Regions from separate parts of the Sus scrofa genome. Here regions 2 and 3 are each linked to region 1. The links are chromatin contacts, called in public Hi-C and HiChIP or PLAC-seq maps. All regions are on one chromosome and are shown on one strand. Each heading gives the region's core, a stretch centred on a gene start, on an enhancer-like site or on the middle of the called end of the contact. The rest is flanking DNA. Distances are from core to core; before and after follow the strand shown. Region 1 overlaps SIL1 (nucleotide exchange factor SIL1). Region 2 has its middle 28 kb from the start of MATR3. Region 3 has its middle 9.6 kb from the start of MATR3.

Region 1 (4,199 bases), core at 1,143-3,642:
GTTATGTTGGTAGCACCTACGCAGTGGATACAGTCAGGGGCAAGGGTATCAAGTGTGCGGTTGACTCTCAGATGTTTCTGGAAAGATGTGTAAATACCGAGATAGAAAATGAAAAGGCGAACGTAGTAAAAGGTAAATAATCCGTGACTCTTGATGGAAGTGCTTTTTTATTTTGAAACGTTTCTGTAGGTTATTTTTCTTTGTGACTTTCTGTAATTTTTAAGTGCCCATTCTGAAGTGATTTAAGGGAGAAAATTGCCCCCAGGTGACTGCGATGCAGAGCTATGTTTGAGAGCTACCAGATGTCGCAAGAGGCTTCGGTGGCCTTTCCTCTTGAGGCCCCTTCTCTCTCTCCAGAGGTGGGCACATCCTCCGCCTGTGTGTGTGTGTGTGTGTGTGTCTGGAGATAGGCTTGTGAGCTCCACCGCTGGGAACTGTGGCGTCCTGCATTTGCTTACGTGACTGGCAGCCAGTTAGGGACGGGATTTGAAGGGTCCAGTGATGCTCCTTCCTCTCTCGGCGTCCATAGGTGCCTCCAGGGGCCTCGCGAGCTTCCCACCCACTGTGCTTAGTCGGCATCAAGCTCGTTACGGGCCGGATGTTTGGTCTCTCCAGGGAAATTTGCTCTCATGTGGAAGGGTTGTATGTGGCATTAATTTTCTTTTGGTGAACGTACTCTGTTTTTATTTTTTACGTTGGTCACTGTCCATTATCTTGACGGCTTCTTCGATTGCGTAGCCCCATTAAGCCCTCGGTGGCAGGCGAGTAGAGATCCCTAATGAGCCTGCCTCCTTCGGGAGTGCACAGCCGGCAAAGCCTGGGGTTTCACAGGTGATCAGCGAAGGACTCTCTCTCTGGGCAGGACGGTGAGCTTGCATGACCTCAGCAGGCAGGGTCCCAGAAGGTGGAGCTGACCTCATAGGCCCTGAGGTGAGCCCCTTTCTCCACCACACAGCATCTTCTCAGAGAGCGCTTCAGAACAATGGCAGTTCTTTCTTCTGCTACTAAGACAAGAGAAATCGTAATTGTCCTACTTGGAAACACCGTAAGGCCTCCTGAGAACACGGGCCCTGCGTGTCCCTGGTGTGCCGTGGACGAGCCTGCCGTCTAGGTTTGGACTGGGCCTCTGGATGACCCAGCCCCGCACCCAGGCTTTCCCTTCCTGTCTGCTCAGCCCCCATCCAAGCAGTCAGCCTCCTCCTTACTTCCCACCCTGGAGCTCTGCCTTTCCGTTTTTCTCCTTTTCCACCGACTCAAACTGATTTTGATTTTCGGCGCCGTCATCCTGATCCATGCACGAGCAGGGTCTCCTTGCATTTCCTATGTCTGTGCACACACCCTGGTGCCAGCAGTGCCTGTGTCACGGTCTGGAGTGTCACAGAGGACCCCACACTGATTTACTGCCCCGCCCTCACCATCTTGACATTCCCAGCAGCTTTAGAACAGGGGCCCCACGTTTCCATGAACGTCTCGCAGCCAGGCCTGAGGGCCAGGGAAGGAGGAGGGCGGCTCCAGAGATCAGCAAGGCACCCTGAGATCAGCTCCCCCTGCCGCCCGCCGCCCCCATTGCTCAGCTTGGTTGGCGAAACGAGGATCTCTGGCCCTTGGCACGTTGCCCGCCCCAGTCACCCTGACCCAGACTGTTTGGCTTCTGCACTTGCAATCACTTCCCTTTCTGCAGTGCACCCCCGCCCAGCCCCACCTCCAAGATGTACGAAGTGGCAGCTGCTGCCATCCCTCTGCACAGACAGCTGACTCGCCTGCTGATTGTGACCGTCCCAGTAATCCAAGTGCTAATGGTATTTATTCAGTCCAGCCGGCTTAGCCCTGAACAAGGTTTATTCTCATTTATCTCATCGAGACGAGCTTTGTCCTTCATATCCTTCTGTTGACTTTGAGCACACTAGCGCCACTCATGTTGCTGAGAGGCATGCCGGGCCCCTGCCCTTTTAACTCACTCGAATCCCCAATTATCAGGACACCTATCCTCGAGCCAGCAAGACGCCCCCACCGCCAGCAACAGGCGTGGGTGGCAGCTCTGGTCCCGAGTCTGTCGGCCAGGGGCGATGAGCCCAGGGCATCTGCGCTGAATAAAGGCTGTGTTCGCAAGGATACGGTCTGGCTTCTTTGTGCAGCAAACCCACTATCATTATTTTTCCGTCACAGTGCATTTTGGCATCCGATAGCTATTCTCTCTTGACCTCAAGGTAGTTTTGGCCCCGCCACAGGTGGAGAAGCTGAAGTGGAGGGGTTTGCCCGCGGCCAGCAGCCACTGTTTACAGGATTCTCACCAAGGCTTCTCCAGGCTCTGGCTCTGGCATGTCCCGTATTCCTCTGCTGAGCTATTTTAGGCATTCCTTCCCCCCAGACATCCAGCACTGACCATTCAGAGCCTGAGGACGAGCTGCCTGGAGAAAGAGGTTCTGAGAACAGGTTGCTGTCTGCTCTTCCCCGAGCGAGGGGCCTTCGTCCAGTCCTCAGGCCATCTTCCTCGCCTGTACTCCCCGTCTCCCGCGTCTTTCTTCTTACAGGCAGCCCTCCTGGCTCTTTCAAACCAGACCGTTCTTTCTCAGGTTCAGAGCCACACGGTCTGGCCTAAAGATAACGTAGCCATTCCTTTATTCCCCTCGAAACCTGTCAGTACGGTGTGGTGGGGTGGCGCCCCTCTGTGTGTAGAGCTGGCTTTTGTCAAGGGTCGAATGGCACATCTCAGCCTGCGTGTCCCCAGGGATCTGTCCTGCCAACGGGGCTTCTCTGAGCAACTGTCTGGCAGTGCCATGCTTCTAGATCTTTCCTAGGACGGTGCTCTTTGGCCTCTGTCACCCACCCTGGGCCTCTCTTGGACAGACGTGCCGGCGGGCCGTGTCTCTCTCTGGCTCTTGGCCCCGCCCTTAGTGTAGAGGAGCCTAGGGACTTGCCCACCTGGGCCGTGCCCTCCCCTTCCCCTCCCGGCTTGCACTTCGTTGGTGCTTTGGTTTCCTTTGGGATTTGGGTCTTCGCTCCCTTGTACCAGGTGAGGCCTGGGTGGGCCGGGTTCCAGTCCTGGCCTTTCTCTCCCCTGCCCCGCCCAAGGAGGGGACAGGCTGCTCCCCGGGAGCTGCTCGGCTGGACTCCCTGGGGCCCCTCGGCTCCTGAGCGCTGCGCTTGTCTTCCCAGGGTGGCCAGCCGATGGCCTTGTTCTCAGCAGGCCTGTAAACTAGGACGAAGCTCCACCCGCCGTCTGGGAGGCCCTGTCTGTGCCCGGGCTCCTGGGTGCTGCTCCCTGGGGCTGATGCCACGTTGGGCCTCGCAGTCCCCCTGCTTTGCGAGGCTGCGTTTGGCGTGTGCGTGAATTTCTCGGCGTGGTCGCCGTCTTTTCCTGGACCCTGCCTCAGACAGAGACAGCCCCAAGCAGCCCCCGCTCCGCCGAAGCCCCGCTGCCTCTCTCAGGCTGGGGGAGCGGTCCGCCTACTTCCCCAGGGACCCCAGCCCTCAGACAGCTCCTCAGACACAAGCGAAGGGGCAGTGGCAGGGGCTGCAGGTCCTCCCGGCTCAGAGCCGGGGGCCGGCTCCATGTGCCTGTGCCGAGTCAGCTTTGACCCTTGAAGCTGGGGCCGGGGGGAGAATAGAGGGTGGACATCGAGGGCCCCCTGGGGCCCCCTCACCTCACCACCTGCTGTGGGCCGTGCCCGCTCCTGTGAGCAGCAGGGTTCCCCCCTCCCCCCCCCCTCTCCCCCGCTCTCCTCTCTCCCTCTCCTCTCTCTCTCCTCTCTCTCTCTCTTCTCCCTCTCCTCTCTCTCCCCCTCTCTCTCTCCTCTCTCCCTCTCCTCTCTCTCTCTCTCTCTTCTCTCTCTCTCCCTCTCTCTCTTCTCTCTCTCTCTCCTCTCTCCCTCTCCTCTCTCTCTCTCTCTCTCCTCTCTCTCTCCCCTCTCTCTCTCTCCTCTCTCTCTCCTCTCTCTCTCCTCTCTCTCTCTTCTCTCTCTCCTCTCTCTCTCTCTCCTCTCTCTCTCCTCTCTCTCTCTCTCTCTCCTCTCTCTCTCTCTCTCTCCTCTCTCTCTCTCCTCTCTCTCTCTTCTCTCTCTCTCTCCTCTCTCTCTCTCTCTCTCTCCTCTCTCTCTCTCCTCTCTCTCTCTTCTCTCTCTCTCTCTCCTCTCTCTCTCTCCTCTCTCTCTCTCCTCTCTCTCTCTCTCTCCTCTCTCTCTCTCTCCTCTCTCTCTCTT
Region 2 (4,237 bases), core at 658-3,157, 260 kb before region 1:
CTTTTTAGAGCTGTTCCTGCGGCATATGGAAGGTCCCAGGCTAGGAGCTGAATCAGAGCTATAGCTGCCGGCCTACGCCATGGCCACAGCCATACGGGATCTGAGCCATGTCTGTGATGGATGCCGCAGCTTGTGGCAGCACCCAATCCTTAACCCAATGAGCGAGGCCACGGTCGAGCCATGCATCCTCATGGATACTAGTCAGGTTATAGCCACCGTGGGAACTCCTAATTCAAGGATATTATTGTTTCTTTTGTCATTTAAGCCATCTCTGTGCCTCTGGGGTGACAGGTGCCTGCTCTGCCTGCATATCTGCGCTAACTCCATGCTCGGGTGTCTGTCACCCCCTTCTGCTGGCCTGCACCTGTAAGCAACGCTCCTTCTTTTCCCTCTTTCTAAGCAGCCGCTGGGCACCCCAGAAGCATGGTGATCTTTGTTTGTCTTAGAACTTTAATAGGAAGATAAGCTCCTGAGGGAGACAGAATCGTTGGAGTAGCCCTCTGCATTCCCACTGCTCAGGAGTGGCGCGTGAGGCAGGTCCACGGAGGCAGGGGGAGTAGGAGGGAAGCTAGGGTCAAAGCCGAGGGACATCTTAGACTTCTGTCTCGGCCTGTGTTGGTTTGGCTTGGTGTCGTCTTCTTCTCCGTGACAAGTGTGTGTGTGTTTCACATCATTTTGGGCACCTGGAGTCGGGGAGGGGACAAGGATCCTCTCACCCCTCTTCCACCTGTTCAAATCTTAAAGTCTTAGCCTCTGCCAGACCTCGAGGCAGCTGCATCAAGGGCCTGGGGATTGCATGTGCCCTACGTTGCTCAGAGGCTGTGCTTGGGGAGGGCTGTGCTGCCCCTTTGTTCCCTAAACAGGCAGAAAAGCCTGGTGGTTCAGAGCCCAAGATCTGGAGTTCCCGTCGTGGCTCAGTGGAAACGAACCCAACTAGTAACTGTGAGGTTGCGGGTTCGATCCCTGGCCTTGCTCAGAGGGTTAAGGATCCAGCGTTGCCGTGAGCTGTGGTGTAGGTTGCAGACACAGCTTGGATGATCCCGCATTGCTGCGGCTGTGGTGTAGGCTGGCAGCTATAGCTCCAATTCGACCCCTAACCTGGGAATTTCCATGCCGCGAGTGCGGCCCTAAAAAGCAAAAAAAAAAAAAAAAAGAGAGCGAGCCCAAGATCTGAGACCTGGATTTGACCCCAGTCTGCTTGTTTCCAAATTAGGTCCCCTCACTTTTCACATTTGCAGAATGGCAGTGATTAATAGTCTCTGCCTCGTAGGGTTGTTGTAAAGAATAAATGAGAAAACCTATGAAGCCCTTAACATGTTGCTAAAATAATTTTGTGGTTTCGTGTGGCTCAGAATGCTGTCTACATCATGGGCAATGCCCTTCAAAGGCCTGGCCATGCGGATATAGCGCTTCTCAGGCCACCTCCTCCAAGAAAGGGCCCCTAGGTCTGGGTTGTGCCCACTTCCCTAGAGATCAGGCTGTTTCTACCCAGCAGCCCCTGGGGGCCGGAGTTGAGGGGCTGGGGGAGGCAATGGAAAGTCAATGAGAGTTTTGGGGGAGTCGGGTGTTTCTTACATAGAAATGTCAAGAGTCAGAGCGGGAAGTAGAGGAGGTGGCGGGGGTGGGGGGGAGGAGGGGAGAACTGAGGATGTCTCTAAGCTGCCAGAATAAGGATGGGGCTGCAGCTCTAGGGGCCTGGCACTTCCTGCCACCCTCAGTCTTGGGGATGAGTCACTAGAGGGAGGAGTGATGGAGGCATTATGCTCTGCCCACAGGGCATCGGGCTGTTGCCCAAAAAAGGGCTGTGGGAGGGAGAAGGCGATCCAGAGCCTTGGGGCAGAGAGGAGCTGGGAACAAGGGGAGAGAGGAGGAGCTCCCCAGGCTCAGCTTACTTCTCTCATGTCCAAGGAGGCAGGTGCCATCTTCCATCCGCTGTGCCCGCTTCACTGCCCATCCTGGCCACGGATAGCCAACCCACGATTGTTCTTTTGACCTCTGCCGCTGTCTGTGTTGGTTTGGCTCAATCTAGTTTTCTTCTCCATGACAGGTGTGTCACTTCCTTTTGGGCACCCAGAGTGGGGGAGGGGCAAGGGCCCACTCGTCCCTTTTCTGCCTGTCTAAATCTTAAAGTCTCCTTCACTTTTCAAGCCTTTTCTTCTGTCCCCGAGAAGCCTGTCTATGACTCTGTAACAGCATTCGCTTCATTTTGTTGGGATTTTTTTTTTTCCCCCCAGGGATGCCTGACCCCTCCGCCTTCCAGCTCTGTAGAATCAGGAATCTCTTTATGTCTCTAGAGTCTGTCTAGCGGTGAGGCAGAAACATACGAATGTGGCCTTGGCCCATAAATACTATTTTTCTTTCTCTCCTTCTCTGGTTACTGCTCTTCCTCACTCTTCGTTATAGTTTCCGTTCACCCCTCGCCGCCTGTGTGCCTGATGTCTTTTCATGGCAATTTATTTAATCCTCATAATGACCTAATGGTCGTTTTACGGAGAAGAAAACTGAGCTGAGCAAGGGTAAGTAGCTCATCCAAGGTCACAGAGTCGGCAGTTGCCAGAACTGAGCTTGGTCAGAAAAGCCCTCAGGATTTTTATTAGCTTGTTTTAAGAGTCTTTTTGTTTGGGAAAAAAAAAAAGAGTTCGTGTTGTGGCTCAGCGCAAATGGAAACAAATCTGACTAGTATCCATGAGGATGCAGTTTCGATCCCTGGCCTCGCTCAGTAGGTTAAGGATCCAGCATTCCCATGAGCTGTGCTGTAGGTCGCAGACCAATTTGACCCTAGCCTGGGAACCTCCATGTGCCACGGGTGTGGCCCTAAAAATACAAAAGACAAAAATACATAAATACATAAATAAATAAAATCATTTTGTTTGTTTGGAGTTCCCATTGTGGCTCAGTGGTTCACAAACCGACTAGTATCCACGAGGATGCGGGTTTGATCCCTGGCCTCACTCAGCGGGTTAAGGGTCTGTCGTTTTTGTTTTGTTTTATTTTCTTTTCTTTTTGGCCATGCCCCACAGCATGCAGGAATTCCCAGGCTAGGGAACCTAGGACCTGGGGCCTGAACCTGGGCCACAGCAGTGACAACGCTGGATCCTTAACCTGCTGTACCACCAGGGAACTACAAGAATCTTTTTATTATTTTTTTTCTTTTATTGCCACCCTTTGGCGTATGGAGTTCCTGGGCCAGGGATCAGATCTAAGCCCTAGTTGGGATCTAAGCTGCAGCTGCAGCAACACTGGATCCTTAACCCACTGTGTGGGGTGAAGGATCAAAGCTGTGTCGCAGGGCTCCCAAGGTGCCACTGATTCCATTTAGCCACAGCGGGAACACCTTTATTATTACTTTTATTATTTATGTATTTATTTATGTATTTATTTTTTGTCTTTTGTCTTTTTAGGGCCACAGCCTCAGCGTATGGAGTTTCCCAGCCGAGGGGTCCAATCAGAGCCACAGCTGCCAGCCTGCGCCAGAGCCACAGCAACGCCTCTGAGCCGCGTCTGCAACCTACACCACAGCTCCTGACAACGCTGGATCCTTAACCCACTGAGTGAGGCCAGGGATCGAACTTGCAACCTCATGGTTCCTAGTCGGATTCGTTTCCACTTCACCATGGTGGGAACTCCTATGACTGGCTTCTTTCACTTAACATAAAGTTCTCAAGGTTCATCCATATTGTAGCATTTATCAGTCCTTCACTTGTTTTTATTGCTGAATAATATCACACTAATATTAACAGAATGGAATAATAATATTCCACTGTGTGGATATTATATGGATATACCATAAAATACCACATTGTATTTATCCATTTCTGAGTTGATGAAAATTTGGATTGCTTCTGCTTTATGGCTGTTATGAGTAATGTTACCGTGAACATTCATGTACACATTTGCGTGTGAACATCTGTTTTCAGTTCCCTCGGGTATGGGTACATCCAGGAGAGGAATTGCTGGGCCATAGGGCAACTCTCTGTTCAACCTTTTGAGAAATGCCAGACAGTTTTCCAAAGCGGATGTACCGTATTACAGTCTCACCAGCAGTATTCGAGGGTTCCAGTTTCTCCATATCCTGGTCAATACTTGTTATTATCTATCTTTTTAAAATTATCATCAGCCGAGTGGTTTTCCTTTTCATTTCTCTGGTGACTAATGACGATGAACATCTTTTTAAGCAAAAAAGAAAAAAAAAGAAAAGATAAAGGAGTTCCTGTCGTGGTGCAGCAGAAATGAATCC
Region 3 (4,223 bases), core at 1,502-4,001, 280 kb before region 1:
TCACAGACCCGGCTTGGATCTGGCATTGCCCTGGCTGTGGCATAGGCCAGCAGCTGCAGCTCTGACTCAGCCCCTAGCCTGGGAGCTTCCGTATGCCACAAGCGCGGCCCTAAAAAAAAAAAAAAATTGTGGGCTCTATGGTCATTGCCAATTTTAAGGTCTAGAAAAGACTTTTTACTCTGGGTCCTGTGGCCTTTCAGAGTTCCTTCTTCAGCAAAGAAACAGAGAAACTTAATGCATTTAAGTGGGCAGCACAAAGAGATACAGAGCAGGAGATGTGTTCTCATGCTTTTCCCACCCTAGCTTGATGCCCTCATAATGGTCTTGTTTGACATTTCTGGTGTACCTACTCTGCAGAAGGCATAGGGGCCTGAAAGAGCTGGAGTCTCTGTTTTTTCCAATTGAATTGTTAATAGAATGCCCTCCATGTAAACAGGCAAAGCTCTTTGGAAGACAGGCAGTGTGGTACAAAGAGTAGCTGCAAGGCATCCTGGGATTCTGGGCTCCCTCTGTAGCATGTAGGGAAATATCATGATGACATCAGCTAGAACAAGACTAATTCTCAGTCCTTCTAGATGTTGAGCAAGTTCCAAGACTTGGCTCCCTCCTCACATGCCTCCAATCACCCCTTCATTTGGTTTCTAGACTCAATTAGTTAGTCTATTTCCATACCCCTCATTTTCTCACCAACCCCACCCCCACAGTGTCCAAATTGGTCCTCCAATACTGGAACCATTTGCCGGAAATTCATTAAGCTGAACACATGGGAAATTACAGAGGAGATTTCACTTGTCACTTAGGCTCAAATATAGAAAGTAATTTTAAAAGGACAGTGGCAAGGGGCTATTTTTATCTTGCTTGTTTGTGCTGAGTTTTCTTATCTTGCTGTCTCTCATTCTCTTCCAAGCTATCTTGCCTCTTCTTTGCTTCTCCTTTAAAATAAATGTTGGCCTTTTTCATCTTGTCTTAGGTTCTCTTATCTTGCTTTATGGATTCTTTTGTCTGCTTTTGTCATTTATTCATTCATTCAACAAATATTGAATATCTACCAAGTAGCAGGTCTTGTGCTCCACACTAGGAGAATATAGTGCTTTGTGAAACAGGTGTGGTCCTTTCCATTATGGGGACCACAGTCTGATGAGGCTGGTGGACATCAGATGGATTGAGTTCAGTTTTAGTCACAGGATAGCTTTGCGGGAGCTACTAGTACCTTACTGGTGATAAGTTTAACCTGCCGTAAATGGGAATTTGAAAAGAGCCCAAATCTTAGATGTGCGTGGGGTTAAAGAATAAACCAGATATGGAGTTCCCGTCGTGGTTCAGTGGTTAATAAATCCGACTAGGAACCATGAGGTTGCGGGTTCGATCCCTGGCCTTGCTCAGTGGGTTAAGGATCCGGTGTTGCCGTGAGCTGTGGTGTAGGTTGCAGATGCAGCTCGGATTCCGAGTTGCTGTGGCTCTGGCATAGGCTGGCGGCTACAGCTCTGATTGGACCCCTAGCCTAGGAACCCCCATGTGCCGCAGGAGTGGCCCAAGAAATGGCAAAAAGACAAAAAAAAAAAAAAAAAAAAAAAAAAAAAGAATAAACCAGATATATCATAAGGAAGGCAAGGAAATGAAGACTTATACAAACCCCAGGCATAGAGAGAACACGGGTTTGAGAGTCAGATGTGCATCTGATTCTGACTTCACCACTTACATATTAGCTGTTTGACTTCTGGATCTCAGCTTCCTCACCTATAAAATGGGAATTGTAATCTCTACATTTTAGGTTGTTTTGATGATTAAATGAGATAGCGTAGGAGTTCCCATTGTGGCTCAGCAGTAACAAATCCAGCTAGTATCCATGAGGACTTGGTTTCGATCCCTGGCCTCACTCAGTGGGTTAAAGATCCAGAATTGCTGTGAGCTGTGGTGTAGGTAGCAGACGCAGCTCAGATCTGGCATTGCTGTGGCTGTGGCTGTGGCTGGCAGCTGGAGCTCCAATTCAGTCCCGAACCTGGGACCTTCTTTATGCCATGGGTGCAGCCCTAAAAAGCAAACAAACAAACAAAACAAGAAAAGAAACAAACAAAAAAAAAGAGAGAGAGATAGCATATATAAGGGACCAGCAGGTGCTCAATATATGTCACTTCCTTTCCCATCACCTCATTAACCCACCTTTGAATTTCACAAGTACAAAAAAAACCAAAAGTCCAGTCTCTCATTTGGTGGAAAATGAAATTCTTTGGTGGGTATTCACCAATCACATGCTCAGAGAAATGGATCATTATTATACTGGTTACAAGAAGTTGCACTATATATGCAATTTATTTATATTTATTTGTTTGTTATTTGCTTTTTAGGGCTGCACCCAAGACATATGGATGCTTCCAGGCTAGGGGTCGATCAGAGCTGCATGCAGCTGCCGGCTTATACCACAGCCACAGCAATGCAGGATCTGAGCTGCGTGTGCAACCTATACATCAGTTCATGGCAACCCTGGATCCTTAACCCACCGATCAAGGCCAGGGATGGAACCTGCATCCTCATGGATACAGGCCAGATTGGTTTCTGCTGTGCCGCAAGGGGAACTCCTACATATGCAATTTATGACAGATTACTCCCTTATTCTGGGATAAATGAAAGGCAGTGAAAAAAAAATTAGAAAAAAGTATACAAAAAGACTGAAATAATGTATACCAAAGGACTTCCTCCGTATGAGGGCTGGGAACGCGAGAGGATGCCAGCGAGCGTTTCCCTAAGAGTATCTGTTTGGACTGGGCTCAAGCTGGCATCCCTGCCGGTGGAGAAGAAACCTTCCCACCTCGTCGGGTCCCCTTTAGCCTGGGGAATCTTTTCGGGAGGAATCGCGGTTCCTCTTCCCTGTCGGAGCCAGGCGTGCTCCGGGGAGAGGAATGCTGCCAGGAAAGCGTGTTGCTCGAGAGGAAAGGCAAAGCGGCAGCTGCCATTTCGGGCGCTTAACCCGAGCCCCACATTGAGGAGCTGCTGATTTGGTTTACCTGATTCCTCCTCCCTGATAAGAAAGCAGCCTCTTCAATCAGAGGTTCTTTGAAACTGAAACGGAAGCCTGAGCTCCACTGCGGAAATGGGCAGGGGCAACCCTCAAAGGAAGATGCCCGGCTCCGCAGGCGGCACCAGGACGCCCGCCTTCCCGCCCCCGCCCCCGCCCCCCAGGAAATTTCCGGTTGCCTTTGTTCTGCCAAGTTCTTTTCCAAGGTCGTTATTTGAGTTGTCCTTTCCGCCTTTCACCACCCTTTGCCTTCTTTTTCCTCTTCTCGCTTTCCTTTCCTCCTCTCTCGTGCCCCCTCCCTTTCATTTTCTCCTGCCCGCCTCCCCCCATCTCCGTAGCAGCTCTTGGCTCTCATAGCCTAGCCCACTGGGATTTTTGGCTCCAAAATTTTTAGAATTCATCTTGATCCAAAATAACAATGTTATGCGGATAACAAAGGCAATGCTCTGTATATGCAGAGAGCGAGCTTTCCCTAAGTGTAGTCAGGTGCACGGGGCGGGGGGGGGGGTGTGCATTTCAGGCAGGATTTTCAGAGCCTTTCAGATGTCAACGAATCGTGAGTGTGTGTGTGTGTGTGTGTGTGTGGTGGGGGGGTGTTTAGAATATTGGAATGCGCTTTTCCCAAACCTCCTGATATTTTTTTCCCCACAGAGCATGTCCTGGGACATAGTCTTTGGAACACATTTCAGAAACATTTATATCGTGTTAGATTTTTTTAAAAATGCTGTGACATCATCATTTGAGATCTACAACTATTCTGCTATAGGACAGGGAAGTTAATAATAGCCTCACTTTATAGATGAGTAAAACTGAGGCTCAGAGGGTTACCTGCCTAGCTTATAGTAACATAGGTAGCCAGCAAGCAACAAAGCTAGGTCTTTTTATTTATGGCCCTACACTCTCTGCACTGGCTTGTACTGTGTTTAAATATATATATATGTAATATCATAATATGGCACATGATATATGATATAGGGTCTAAAAGATATACATAATATACCTGATGAATTATGACGTTTATTTTTTCCCAGTCAACTAAATATGCATTGCACATCTATCTATGATGATGTGTTTATCATTATTCCAGGTGCTGGGGAGCAGTGACCAAAAAAAACCATATCTTGCCTTCATGGAGCTTACATTCTAGTGGGGGAGAGAGAAGTTATGAGATAAATATGTAAAATATATTCTTTTATCTATGTTACAGAAT

The links. Hi-C and Micro-C count contacts between places; a contact is called where the count stands out from the background. HiChIP or PLAC-seq counts read pairs in DNA pulled down with a chosen protein or histone mark.
Region 2: a Hi-C map of skeletal muscle shows a contact between it and region 1, with 2.9 times the contacts expected there. The contact joins two enhancer-like sites. A contact is called at or near these places in 6 of 47 Hi-C or Micro-C datasets (embryonic fibroblasts, epiblast stem cells, fetal heart ventricle and 2 more) and 1 of 2 datasets of contacts at active chromatin or transcription factors (skeletal muscle).
Region 3: a contact with region 1 is called in an H3K27ac HiChIP or PLAC-seq map of skeletal muscle. The contact joins two enhancer-like sites.

Annotation. Positions count from the first base shown.
Region 1 is chr2:140,890,239-140,894,437 of Sscrofa11.1, reverse strand. The region is part of intron 7 of SIL1 (nucleotide exchange factor SIL1); the gene reads left to right. Among named protein-coding and RNA genes, the nearest start is that of MIR9820, 49 kb to the left of the region's middle. Within about 2 kb of position 2,392, at least 14 of the 83 cell types and tissues checked have an H3K27ac peak or open chromatin away from gene starts, as enhancers often do. A contact at or near this core is called in skeletal muscle, where this site is marked.
Region 2 is chr2:141,149,366-141,153,602 of Sscrofa11.1, reverse strand. No RefSeq gene overlaps it. Among named protein-coding and RNA genes, the nearest start is that of MATR3, 28 kb to the left of the region's middle. Within about 2 kb of position 1,907, at least 4 of the 83 cell types and tissues checked have an H3K27ac peak or open chromatin away from gene starts, as enhancers often do. A contact at or near this core is called in skeletal muscle, where this site is marked.
Region 3 is chr2:141,167,814-141,172,036 of Sscrofa11.1, reverse strand. No RefSeq gene overlaps it. Among named protein-coding and RNA genes, the nearest start is that of MATR3, 9.6 kb to the left of the region's middle. Within about 2 kb of position 2,751, at least 22 of the 83 cell types and tissues checked have an H3K27ac peak or open chromatin away from gene starts, as enhancers often do. A contact at or near this core is called in skeletal muscle, where this site is marked.